Linked DNA regions of Callithrix jacchus: region 1 is linked to region 2. The links are chromatin contacts, called in public Hi-C maps. All regions are on one chromosome and are shown on one strand. The core of a region is the stretch at or near the end of the contact, and the rest is flanking DNA. Distances in the headings are between cores, read along the strand shown. Region 1 overlaps SHQ1 (SHQ1, H/ACA ribonucleoprotein assembly factor). Region 2 has its middle 180 kb from the start of SHQ1.

The links. Hi-C and Micro-C count contacts between places; a contact is called where the count stands out from the background.
Region 1: a Hi-C map of induced pluripotent stem cells shows a contact between it and region 2, with 5 times the contacts expected there. The contact joins two enhancer-like sites. A contact is called at or near these places in 3 of 3 Hi-C or Micro-C datasets (induced pluripotent stem cells and skeletal muscle).

Annotation. Positions count from the first base shown.
Region 1 is chr15:54,605,478-54,611,581 of calJac240_pri, reverse strand. All of the region lies in intron 6 of SHQ1 (SHQ1, H/ACA ribonucleoprotein assembly factor), which reads left to right. Among named protein-coding and RNA genes, the nearest start is that of SHQ1, 25 kb to the left of the region's middle. Within about 2 kb of position 2,326, at least 4 of the 16 cell types and tissues checked have an H3K27ac peak or open chromatin away from gene starts, as enhancers often do.
Region 2 is chr15:54,448,014-54,453,813 of calJac240_pri, reverse strand. No RefSeq gene overlaps it. Among named protein-coding and RNA genes, the nearest start is that of SHQ1, 180 kb to the left of the region's middle. Within about 2 kb of position 1,788, at least 3 of the 16 cell types and tissues checked have an H3K27ac peak or open chromatin away from gene starts, as enhancers often do.

The DNA of each region.
Region 1 (6,104 bases), core at 1,077-3,576, 160 kb before region 2:
CTACCTAATATCCTGTTGGATATTTTTATGGTGATTGATGGATATTTGGGCTGTTTACTACTGATGGACATTTGGTTTACTTCCTGTTTTCTGCTATTGCAAATAATATATGCAGTGGCCTTCTTTGACCACTCATTCTGAAGTAGCTACAGGTTCTCTATTGTATCACACAGTTTTTTTATTTTCTGCATGGCAATCGAATAGCCTGTTATCTGCTATTTTTTCAGTGTCTAGGATAGTGCCTGTTATATAAAGGTAATAAATATCTATAAGTATTATAAATGTTTTAATGGTTAAGTTTTTTTTTTTAAACAGAGTCTTGCTCTGTTGCCAGGCACCAGGCTGGAGTGCAGTGGCATGATCTTGGCTCACTGCAACCTCTGCCTCCCGGGTTCAAGCAGTTCTCCTGCCTTAGCCTCCCAAGTAGCTGGGACTACAGATGTGCACCACCACGCCCAGCTAATGTTTATATTTTAGTAGAGATGGGATTTCACTATGTTGGCCAGAATGGTCTCGATCTCTTGACCTCGTGATCTGCCTGCCTTGGCCTCCCAAAGTGCTGGGATTACAGGTGTGACCCACTGCACCCGGCCTAATGGTTAAGTTTTATTAAAGTTTAGGTGATTTCTACCAGATCAAAAAATTGAAACTGTAATATGAAACCCTGTCTCTACTAAAAAAAAAAATTGCCAGGCACAGTGGCTCACGCTTGTAATCCTAGCACTTTGGGATGCTGAGGCAGGCAGATCACCTGCAGTCGGGAGTTCAAGACGAGCCTGACCAACATGGAGAAACCCTGTTCCTACTAAAAATACGAAATTAGCTGGGCATGGTGGTGTGTGCCTCTAGTTCTAGCTACTCGGGAGGCTGAAGCAGTAGAATCGCTGGAACCCAGGAGGCAGAGGTTGTGATGAGCCGAATTTGTGCCACTGCCCTCCGGCCTGTGTGACAGAGCAAGACTCCCTCTGAAAAAAAAATAGGGGATTAACTCTGTTGCATAACAGAAGCTCATTATAGTGACTCTTGCTATAGATTTATTAGTTGTTTTCAACAAACAAATCCTGACTTATATTTGAGTTGACGCAGTTTTCAGAGACATCTCACATTTTAGACAAATTTTCAGGATTAGAGTTGCTAACACATTTTAGATAGTTAACTGTATATGCTAGGTAGATCTGGTGATAAAGTTTGAGCAAACTTAAATCATCAAGTATATCAATTGGTCTGAGTCAGTTTCCCTAACTTTAGCACAGTATTTTAATGAGGTGGTGTGGGAGAAAATTGATGGTTGTGTAGTTGAGTTTTCTGTCCACCAGGGTGAGCTAGTTGCCCTAAAAATCAAGAGAAGGCATTCCCTTTGATTTAAATTCTAACTTGCTCTACTTTGATAAATTGTAGCTTGTTCTCAGTTCGGTTCTGTGTCAGCAATGCTTTGAGTTAGTCTTCTCTGTGTAATTTTAGCAGGAGATGAAGCCACTCAGTCCTTTTAACCACTTGCCCTCCTGACCCTTCATCTGGCCCATGGCTTATAGCCAGGCTGGTGCATCAGGAACACTCATAGTCTGCAAAGCCATTATGGTGATTCATTCTAAAAATCACCTTTAAAAATAGCAAGGACATGTGACCTAAGGTAAAAGAACTAGAGCTTTGTGTTGAACAGAGTGTCTCTTCTAATAATACCAAGTATAAGATATAAATTAAATGTAGGCTTGGGGTTGGACTTCTTATTCCATCACATGCTTGCGATATATGATCTTGCAACTTGCGGTTACTGTGGAAATCCTGTACCTACCTCAGAGTTGTCCTGACATTGAATGAAACGAAGTATTTAAAATCTTGTAAGTGTTAGAAATTATTATTGTAGAGTAAAATCAGTCACAGGAGAGCCAGGAGTTGGATGATTTCTCAGTGAAATGACAATTTTTATACATTTAGAAAGTTTTTAGGGAAACTTCTTTGTAAACAAGATTTCTCTCTCATTTAAAAAATTCTGGTTCAGATATTTGAGATACTCAGAATTAGAGGAATAAATTAAAAGTGTGTTGAGCCAGGATAAAATATGGGGGGAAAAAAGTAGACCAAAAAATAAACTGTGGTTCTCTGCTTTCCCATGGTGCACACCGCAGTAGTACCCTTTCTCCTACTCTTCCTTTTTGTTCTTTACCTCTCTGGCCCTCTGCCTCTTTGTGTCATAGCAGTGGTCTGCTGTCTGTTAAACACTTCCTCATCAGATGTCACCAGGCAGATATAACAGTGCAGGTGAGGGGTGTACCTTTGATTTATTCTGCATCATAAAATATTAACCCAGATTGCTTTGGATTCCAGATAAGCCTTAGGTGGTGAACTTTGCTCCCTCTCTTTCTCCCTTGGTTGTACTTCTTGTCATTTTCATTACAGCCCTAAGTTACAACAGGGAGACTTTTCTCCAGCTTTGTAGTGATCCAGATTTTCCTCCCCAAAGGCTTGTAAATGGAAGTGTTAAACGCTGCGCTTCCCATGAGCTCTGGTTTCATGAGGATGAACTTACCACATTTCCCATGTTGTCTGTCAGTGGTTAATCTGGAGCTCCAGAGTCTTGGCACGTTATTGCTTGTTATGACACCACATAACATTTATAGTCAATGAACTTCCTAGCAGGGACATCCTGTTTGGCACCAGCGAGCCCTTCAGTGTTTGTAGAGATAACTGTCAGTGTCAACTTTGAAAGTTGTAGCACTGCAGGGCTACCCATTTAGGGTGAAGGTTTGAATGCAGCACAGTTTTTTCTGGTTCCCTTGATCTGGTTCCAGTAAATGTACAATGTAATAGACAGATGTGCATTACTCTGAGAGCATCAGGATCCTGTATGATTTAATTGTTGACCCAGTTAAGAGGGATGTTTGGGAGGGGGATTTAGAGAGGAAGGGAGGATTTAAAAGTAACAAAATTAGAAAATATTTGGGAGAAAAAGTGACTGCCTAGTAGACATCTTTCCATTTTGATGAGCATCCCTTTGCAGCCTTCAGACATATTGGTGGGGTTTTTGATGTTGGGAGGTGGTCCTCAACCATTTGCTTCAATGTTAGGGCACCAGATTCCTTCTCGAATGTATTGAGATTTCAACTGGCTTTTGTTTCACTGGAGATAATTTTTAAAAGTGTAATTAACTGAAATATTGTGAACCATACAGCAGAGCTGCTTTGTAGTGGAGCTAAGTCATACAAATGCTTGACAAATGTTACTCATGGTGGCAATCATCCAAGCATTGTTGGCACTGCATCTGTAGTTATTTCCAGTACTGCTGCTAGGTTAGACTTGATTGTGTGCAAACTTCCCCCAAGTTCCCCTTTGAGTGATGTGATTTACAGCTCTAATAAAAAAGGCCTTAGGGAGCCCAGACTTTTGGTTTCTCTAGTGATTTCCTGGTTTGTTGTTATTGTTATTTATCATCTTGGATTTCTTTGCTTGAATTTCAGAATTTAAGTGCATTTGTGTATTATTAATGAAGTAGGCCACAATGGAACTTATAAATGCTCAGAAAAAGGTAGAAGTATTTTAGGGAAAGTCTAGCAGTATCTAGTATCCACGAATTCAGAAGAATGATTCAAGTAGGTTTTTCTTATGCACAGTTACTTAAAATGGCTAATGTAGAAACACTTACATGTGAGTAATGTAACATCAGAACCTGCAGTGCCCAGGTCAACTTTTACAGATGGTTAAACATCTATAGGTATGATTACATAAAAACAAAGGCATGAATGTGTAGAAAGTTGACATGTTGCTAAATAGTTTCTGGGTATGCTTATATTGTGATTGAGAATTATGTGGAAGCAAGGGTCTTTATTAGTCAACTGGGATATAAAGACTTTTCTCTAGTCAGATATCATGAACACCTGGCATTTTCCCATTAGCTAAATTAATGAACAGCTCAAAGACCATACCTAAGGGAATACTGTCTCAAACCTTCTTGCTAAATACAAGGAGTCTTAAAATATTTTTGTCAGGTATGCTTTCTTCATGCATTGAGTGTGCCATTTCCTTAAATCAGATTGCTTTAAGTGAACTGAGTGCTTTTATTTAAATTAAGGAATCTTCAGATGTGTCCTCCAATGAGGCAGTCAACACTCAGTTTATCTGTCTTATTAATTAAATCTAGTAAATTTTAAATTAAATACAGTTGACCCTTGAACAAAACATATTTGAAATGCATGGGTCTGCTTATATGGGGATTTTCTTTTGCCTCTGCCACCCCTGAGATAGCAAGAGCAACCCTTCCTCTTCCTCCTTTTCCTCAGCCTACTCAGTGTGAAGACCAGGACGGTGACCTTTATGATGCTGTACCTCCACTTAATGGGTAGTAAATTTAATCTTAAAGAGACTTCATGTACAATTCAAGTATTGGGGAAACCTTAACTAAAGCTATAAATCCAGAGTCTGTCTTAAAAAAAAAAAAAGGACATATTTGACATTTTTACCATATGGCAAAAGGTACCATAAAGAAAGTCAGTAGCGATATGGTAGCTTTGGAAAGATGATTACAGTTTGTAACATACAGGGTTCTTAATTTGACAAGATAAGCCAACCAATAGAAAAAACTGGACAAAACACATTCGAATGGGTCACTCATAAGAGTGCAAATCCAGATTGCCTACAAACTGATGAACTAGTGCTCAAAGTTGAGCAGTTAGAGAAATACCAAGTGAAGTAACGATGATAAGTCACCGTTTTAGTTTTTTCTTGCTGCATAACAAATTACCACAAGCTTCACACAATGTACCTTCATGATCTCAGTTTCCGTGAGTAAGAAGTTGAGCCTGGCTTTGCTGAGTCCACTGCCTTAGGGTCTTGCAAGGCTGTAGCCAAAGATGTCCTTCCTATATTTTTTTAAAAATAGATGTTGGAGGCTGCGTTCTTTCCTGGAGCTCAAGGTCTTCTTCCAATCTCACATGGTTGTTGTTAGAATTTAGTTCCTTGCAGATATAGAACTGAGGCCTCTACTCTGTTGCTGGCTGTTAGCTGGGGGCCACTCTGAGATCTTAGAGGCTGCTACAGGTTCCTTCCACACAGCCTTTTCACAGGTTCTCTCACTTGACTATGTGACATCTTACTTCTTCAAAACTATCAGGTGAGTCCCTGGCTTCAGTCTGCTAATAATGGAGTGTAATCATGGGAATGACTGTCCCATTGCCTTGGCCATATTCTGTTGGACAGAAGCAAGTCATAAGCTCCATTCCCACATAGTGATAGGACTCATTGGAGGTCATCTTAGAATTCTGCCTACCATGCTCAATTTATTAATCGCGGAATGATTGGGAAAAAGCTATTACGTTTCTTGCCGGGGGAGGTGGGAGGTATGTGTTGGAAGTGGAACTTGTATCCATGACTGTGAGAAGGAGTTACTGTAGCCTTTAAAGTATATTTCTAAAACAGATACATTTTTAGACAGGACAATCCAGTCTCCAGAGTCTACTTTATGGAAATAAAGCCTCTAATATCCAAGGACGTAGGATAAGGATATTTATTGCAGCATTATTAGCAGTGGTAGAAAACTAGGAGCAAAGTGAATGCCCATCAGTAGGGGGAGTGGTTGGATAGAGCATGGTACGTTTTGGAATATTATACTCCTTTACACAAATTAGCTATACACCAGTTGACTTTTAGGGATCTTCCAGAGGTAATTCAACTTTGTTGAGTGGGAAGGCCTAGATGGAGAAAAATGACCTAGTTCTTTGGGTCAAGGGAGGGTGTAGGAAGTGTAAATACCCTAGTATGTATGCTTGTGTGTCTGTATATGATTACATGTCTATAGAGAAAACTGGAATGATATATACTAGATTTTTAGTGTGTGAGAGGCTGTTGACGAATATTCAGATGGAGAGAGAGTGACAAGCAAAAGAAGAAAAGGAAAAAGGAACTGTGTTGTAAACAGTCTCTTTCCACAAGTCTAATGAATGTGATGTGGTCATATGTAAAACTTGATTTATATAGGTAAACACTATGGGAAAATACTATACCCTTAACATTGATTAATATCTGGGAATATTCCTATTTCTTGGTATAAAACCTTCAAAATGGATAATGAATATTTTCAGAGTGCTTTATTTAGCACTTTCTGTTGTCAAAAT
Region 2 (5,800 bases), core at 539-3,038:
GATTTGGAAGGTCATCCAGGAAGTGACAGCCAGTCAATGACAGGTGTGTGTTATGGTGTGAGTGAAACCACTGTGGGCAACTGTGACACAGACTCCAGAGGGCAGCGTCAAAGGTGCCCTTCAGCTGCCCATCTGTGAAATGGGTATTTCTCCATCAGTCATTCGTTGGATTTGCTGGGGATGTTTTAATTTCAATGCAATGCATGTGTACCAAGCAGGCGAGTCCTCAGGTGAAGGACTACAGGCCTTGGGGATTGGAAGTCAGGCCATCAGACCCCCAAATGGCAAGACCCCAGGGCCCAATAGCATTTGCCACAGGCACTGATGATGGTGAGCTGAGGCATGCTCACCCCATCTAAAGGGACAATTTAGCATCAGCTGAATTTCACCAAGCAAGATGTGGGCCTAGGGTGGCTAGACCTTGAGATTTCTCAAGAAAAGCTAGATGTTTAGATTTTTATGTGAAATTTCTCAACTTGTAAATGTTGACAATGAATTCAGATTTTTAAAAATGCATGGTGGGAGCCAACCAAAGCATGTCTGTGGGCTGAATCTGGTTTACAGGCAGTCAGATTATGAAATCCAATCTACTCTGAAGGCTGATCTTGGCTCCAGACTGTTCTTATTTCAGGCAAGATCTGAAGATAAATTTTGATAAAGGAAAGTGAATGTTTTAGTCAGAGTAGACTGCACCAATGTAATAAAGGGGCCCCCAAATACGATGGTGGTAACCAGACAGAAGTGTGTTTCTTTCTCATGTAACAATCTGGAGGTTGGTGGGTGGTTTAGCACATCTCTGCTGTATGAGGCTGTTAAGGGGACAGGTTTCTTCTATCTTGTTGCTCAGAGTGTTGTCTTCCTCCATGGGGGTCAGAACTGGCTCCCCAGCTTCTTGTCCACATTATAGCCAGCACAAAAAGAGAAAGAGAAGCTTAATCATTTTAAGGGTCAGAGCTGGTCATTGCATAGTTCATGTCCTTTCACATCCCATTGGTGGGAACTTAATCACATGGTCATGTCTGGCTGCAAAGGATGTTGGGAAATGTAGAATATAGTCTCTGTCTGTCTCTCTCTGTCTCTTTCTCTCTCTCTCTCTCATTAACCATAAATTCTGTTTAAACTTAGGAATTCTCTTTCTATAGAATTAGGAGAAGACCAATATTAGCAACAACAAGAAGCCTCTGCCCCCATGGAAGAAGGATCTGCAAAGAAGGGTGGGATCTCTGCCTGAGGGTAGGTCTTACCCAAGAGGGAATTTTCTTCTCAGGAGAATAAAGAAAGCCTGGCTTTTCGCATCAGCTCTCTTTGTGTTGAATTAGTCAGTCACGACACTCATTGAGAAACCTTAGAAGATCAGCCCAAACCTGGAAAAAGTCAGTTACATTAGGAAAGGAGAATAAGCACTTACTAGAGATAGGGTCCTTTCACACATGTGATCTCATGTCACCTTCACAATCATCCCGTGAGGTGGGGGCTATTATCACCACCCCTACCCTCTTTTTTTGGAAGGAAGGTTGAGTACCAGAGAAGCAGGGTGATAGTCAAACTCTTTAATTAGGGTTAGGGCATGGGAAGTGACCAGTCAGAGCTGCCATGCAGATTTGTCTTATCAGAGAAGTGAAGGCTTTGGCCAGGATTTGAAATGAAGTTCATATGACTGCAAAGCTCACATTCTTTTCACCGCAATTTGATTTCCTTATGCCAGCTGCTTCCCCAGAGACAGTGACACCAACTCTTCTGGGTTGTTGAGAGGGTAAACAAACTGTGATGAATGAATCTCCTCTCCTAATATGAATGCCTTATTGTTGTTATTCTTCATGCCCTGACAGAGTATTTACAGCCTCTGCTGTTGCTCTGCTTCTATCTGGTGGATTAAGGAAAGTCAGAACTCACAGTCCTAGCGGAAAGTTACAACTGGGATTTGAGTTAATGAAGAGTTGAAGACTCAGCAAGAGGCACTTGGCTTTACTATTAACCTGGACAAGGCCATTAACTCGCCTGTAATTAATTGGCTTGTTCTGTGACACACCGTTGCCCCAGAAACACCCATATGGGTGTACCCCCACATGAAACAAGCCTGCTCTGTGAAAATCAAGACTTGTTGAAAAGATAAATGGGAGATTATTATTTCATTAACCACAGGAGACTTTGCTCTGAAAAATGGGATTTCTGTATAGCTAGTTTCAAAATAACACTGAAAATTTTGATTCTGGGAGAAAGGGAGGATACAACGATGTGTCAGTTCTTCTTTGGTCCATCTGGGAATGTTCTGGAATAGGTTAGATTTCAAGAACTCTGTAATGATGCTTCAGTGGGAACTTGTGAAATCTGAATTGGGTTGGGGGTTGTTTGTGGTGGATATATTTGGGGTGCCTGCCAAGCCCGTGTCCCACCTCTGAGTCTGGTGCCTCACAGCCTAATGAAGAAAGAGGTGTGTCTACGCCTTCATGTCTGTGCCATGTGACTCCATCCCCCTGCCTCCCACCACTGACCGTATCAAAGGTAAACTCCTCACCAGGAACCAATCCATAGGCCCAGTCCATGAGCCAAGCAACTTGTCTTTCAAACATGTGAACTAAGAGACACATAACTACACTTAGTGCTTGGCATTTGATCTGAGAGATCATGTACAGCCGTGTTGGGGCAGTGACTTTAATGCTGTGTTCTGTCTCTCACGAAGGCAGAGAGAGGGCATGCCAGTCTATAAAGGGGAAAGGTGACTGAGCTGATTTGCAGTGGCGAGCCTGGCTATCTTGATCTCCCATTGCTGGGTGTCCATAGGAGTGCCTACTATATACTTTGAATAAGCATGTGTGGGGCCCCATCAATGAGGATTTCAAACTGATCTCAACTTATCCTCCTTGATCAGGAATAAGATTTTTTTTTTTATTTTTTTGAGGTGGAGTCTCACTCTGTCACCCAGACTGGAGTACAGTGGTGTGATCTTGGCTTACTGCAACCTCTGCCTCCTGGGTTCAAGAGACTCTCCTGCCTCAGCTGCTCGAGTAGCTGGGATTACAGACGCACACCACCATGCCTGGCTAATTTTTGTATTTTAGTAGAGACGGCATTTTGCCATATTGGCCAGGTTGATTTCAAACCCCTGACCTCAAGCGATCCACCCACCTCAGCCTCCCAAAGTGCTAGGCTTACAGGCATGAACCATCACGCCTGGCCAAGACCTTCTTTTTATTCTACTCTCCACTCTCAGTGAGTCCAGTGGTCTCAGTTGGTCACCTGTCCAAGAAGGCTTTTGTCCTAGGCATCATGGTGGAGTGGGGGTGATGGGGAAAGGGTGTTAGCCATGGGACATGTCACTGCAAACTGCATGATTAATGAGGTCTGGTGATCCTTGCCAGACAAAAGAGATGCTTTGGTTGTGACTCAAGAAATCCCAAGCTCCTTGGAGCAAACCTAGTGGCGCCTGTGATATTCATTCTCCCACTGTGCTGCTTGGGAGGAAATGCAGTCTTTGCTTTATTTCCCTGCAGAGTAACTGAGCAGGCTGGGGGTAGTGGGGCAGGGGGAGAGGGGAAGGTTTTTAGGATGCAACATAGAAATTTGGGGAGTACAGAAGTATGGTGTGAACCCACCATGAAATGCCCCACATGTTACCCCACCCCATTAGTTTAGGCGGTTCTATTCCTTGCAACCCAACATGGCCTACAACACACTAGCACAATAGTCTTCCATCGCTTTCCCTCCCTTCCCTCTTGAATTTCTATAAGTAGTAGAAATCCAATCTTGCTACCCAGCAGTCCTGGGAATATCATATCCAGATTTTCTCTGTGACCCAATCAAAATTCATCATGCCTAGGGTTTAGCAATGGGGTTTGTATATTCATAAGTCATCAGAGAAACAACCAACTTACATTCCACTACTAAGAATTTCATATAAAAGGATTGGCTATCCCTTGGGCCCCTTCACCTAATCCCTTTCTCCTTTTTAATCCCACCTGGTTGAACCACCTCTATTTGCCGGGCATTTCCCCTTCAGTTAATAGTATTCATTGTGCAGGCTTTACCTGTGCTTTTGATATGCTGGCCATTGAGCGAGATGATTTACAGGTAGCATGATGTTCAATTGTCACAGGCCCTTGTGTTGCAGCCACTAATGACGATTCCCATTTTACGGGTGGGGAAATCGAGGCTAAGTCATCCATCTGACTCCATAGCTTGAAATTTTTCAACCGCTCTGCTGTACTACTGCTCTGGCTTCCCTAGGTTTCCTTCTGCAGTTTTCAGTGACTAGGGAAGAGAAGGTCCAGGTGTCCTTCCTGGCAGCAGGGCCCCCGGAACTTGGCTCTTCTCTTGCCTCTTTTCCAGCCAGCACAGCTGCCAATCTGGAACGCAGCCCTTTCCAAGAAAGCCCAGGAGAGAAGCCAAATGTTGACTCACCTGCCAGACTCAGGGATGCTGCTGCCAAGATGCCTCAGGGCCTGTGCAGGAGGGCTGGCAGGGCTGGCCCATTGTGAGACCTGGCAGGGGCAGCTTCAAAGGGCCAGGCCTTCTTTCCTGAGTGCTTCAGGTTCCAGAGGCTAAAGAGATCCAGATGGGTTCCTCCCCTCCTCCTCCTGCCCCATTCTTCAGCCCTGGAAGTTTTTGAAAGAGAATGTCTCCTCTACATATCCCTTTGGGTGGCAGGCAGAATTCAAAGAAAGCGCCCAAGACTTTCTGCCCTCTCACGCCACCCCAGTGTGTGCACCATGCCTGATTTCCAGGCCTGTGAATATGCTGGATTTTGCTCCCATGATTAGGTGATGTTCTATGGTGCACTGGATCCTAAGAAGGGGAGATTATTCAAGGAGGCCTGATCTCATCCTAGAGTTTTGTCTGGCTGGTGGCAGAGGAGGAAGTGAGAAGGTGGAAGCAGGAGAAGAATTTGACCCAGGCTTTCTGGCTTGAAGTTGAAAGGAGCCCTGCAGGAAGGACTGTGGGAAGCTTCTGGAAGCTAAGAGTGGCCCACAGTTGACAGCCAGCAAAGGAACAGGGAGCTTGGGCCCACGTGTGCAAGAAACAAGAGTCTTCCAACATGGAGAATACACTTGCGATCAGATTCTTCCTCAGAGCATTCACACAGGACCTTAGTCCAGCTACCTCCTTATTTCAGCCTTCTGATAACCTGCCCGTAGAACTCAGTTGAGCCCACCTGGACTGCTGACATCCAGAACTGTGAGCTAATGCATGGGCATTGTTTTAGCTGCTAAGTGTGGGGGTAATCTGTTATCCAGCCACAGAAAATGACTATACCTCAGATATCTAACAGGCATCTCAAACCCTACATGTCCAGCTATTTTCCCCTCGGTTCTTCCCCGCATGGTCAGTGGTAGCTTTATTCTTCTTGGATTGGCCCCAGAATCTTCAAGTCCATCTTGCCTCATCTCCTTCTTGTAACTCTTTGTTGAATCCATCAGTAGGTTCTTTTCACTCTCCCTTCATAATGTCTCCAGACTGTAACTACTTACCACCCTCAATGACCTGTTCCTTCTCTTTTCTGCCCTGACAGCACAGTAGTTCATTACTGATATGTCCAAGTCCTTGACCCTCCCTGGCAGGAGGTGAGGACACTCCTAGGCGGTTGTTGGCTGCCCTTCTCTTCAGCTTCTGTACCCAACTCATCGGGGTGGCTGATAAATTCAAACGCAGACACAAAGCAGAGGATGGCAGAAGAAGGGGGCTCCCATGAGGAGGCCTCACAGGGAGCAGGGGACATTCGCGTTCTGGCCACCTTGGGGCTTTGTAGGCTCACAGAGCCGGCTGCCTGGCACGTTTCCAGATGTAACACAGTTGTCACCCAGGA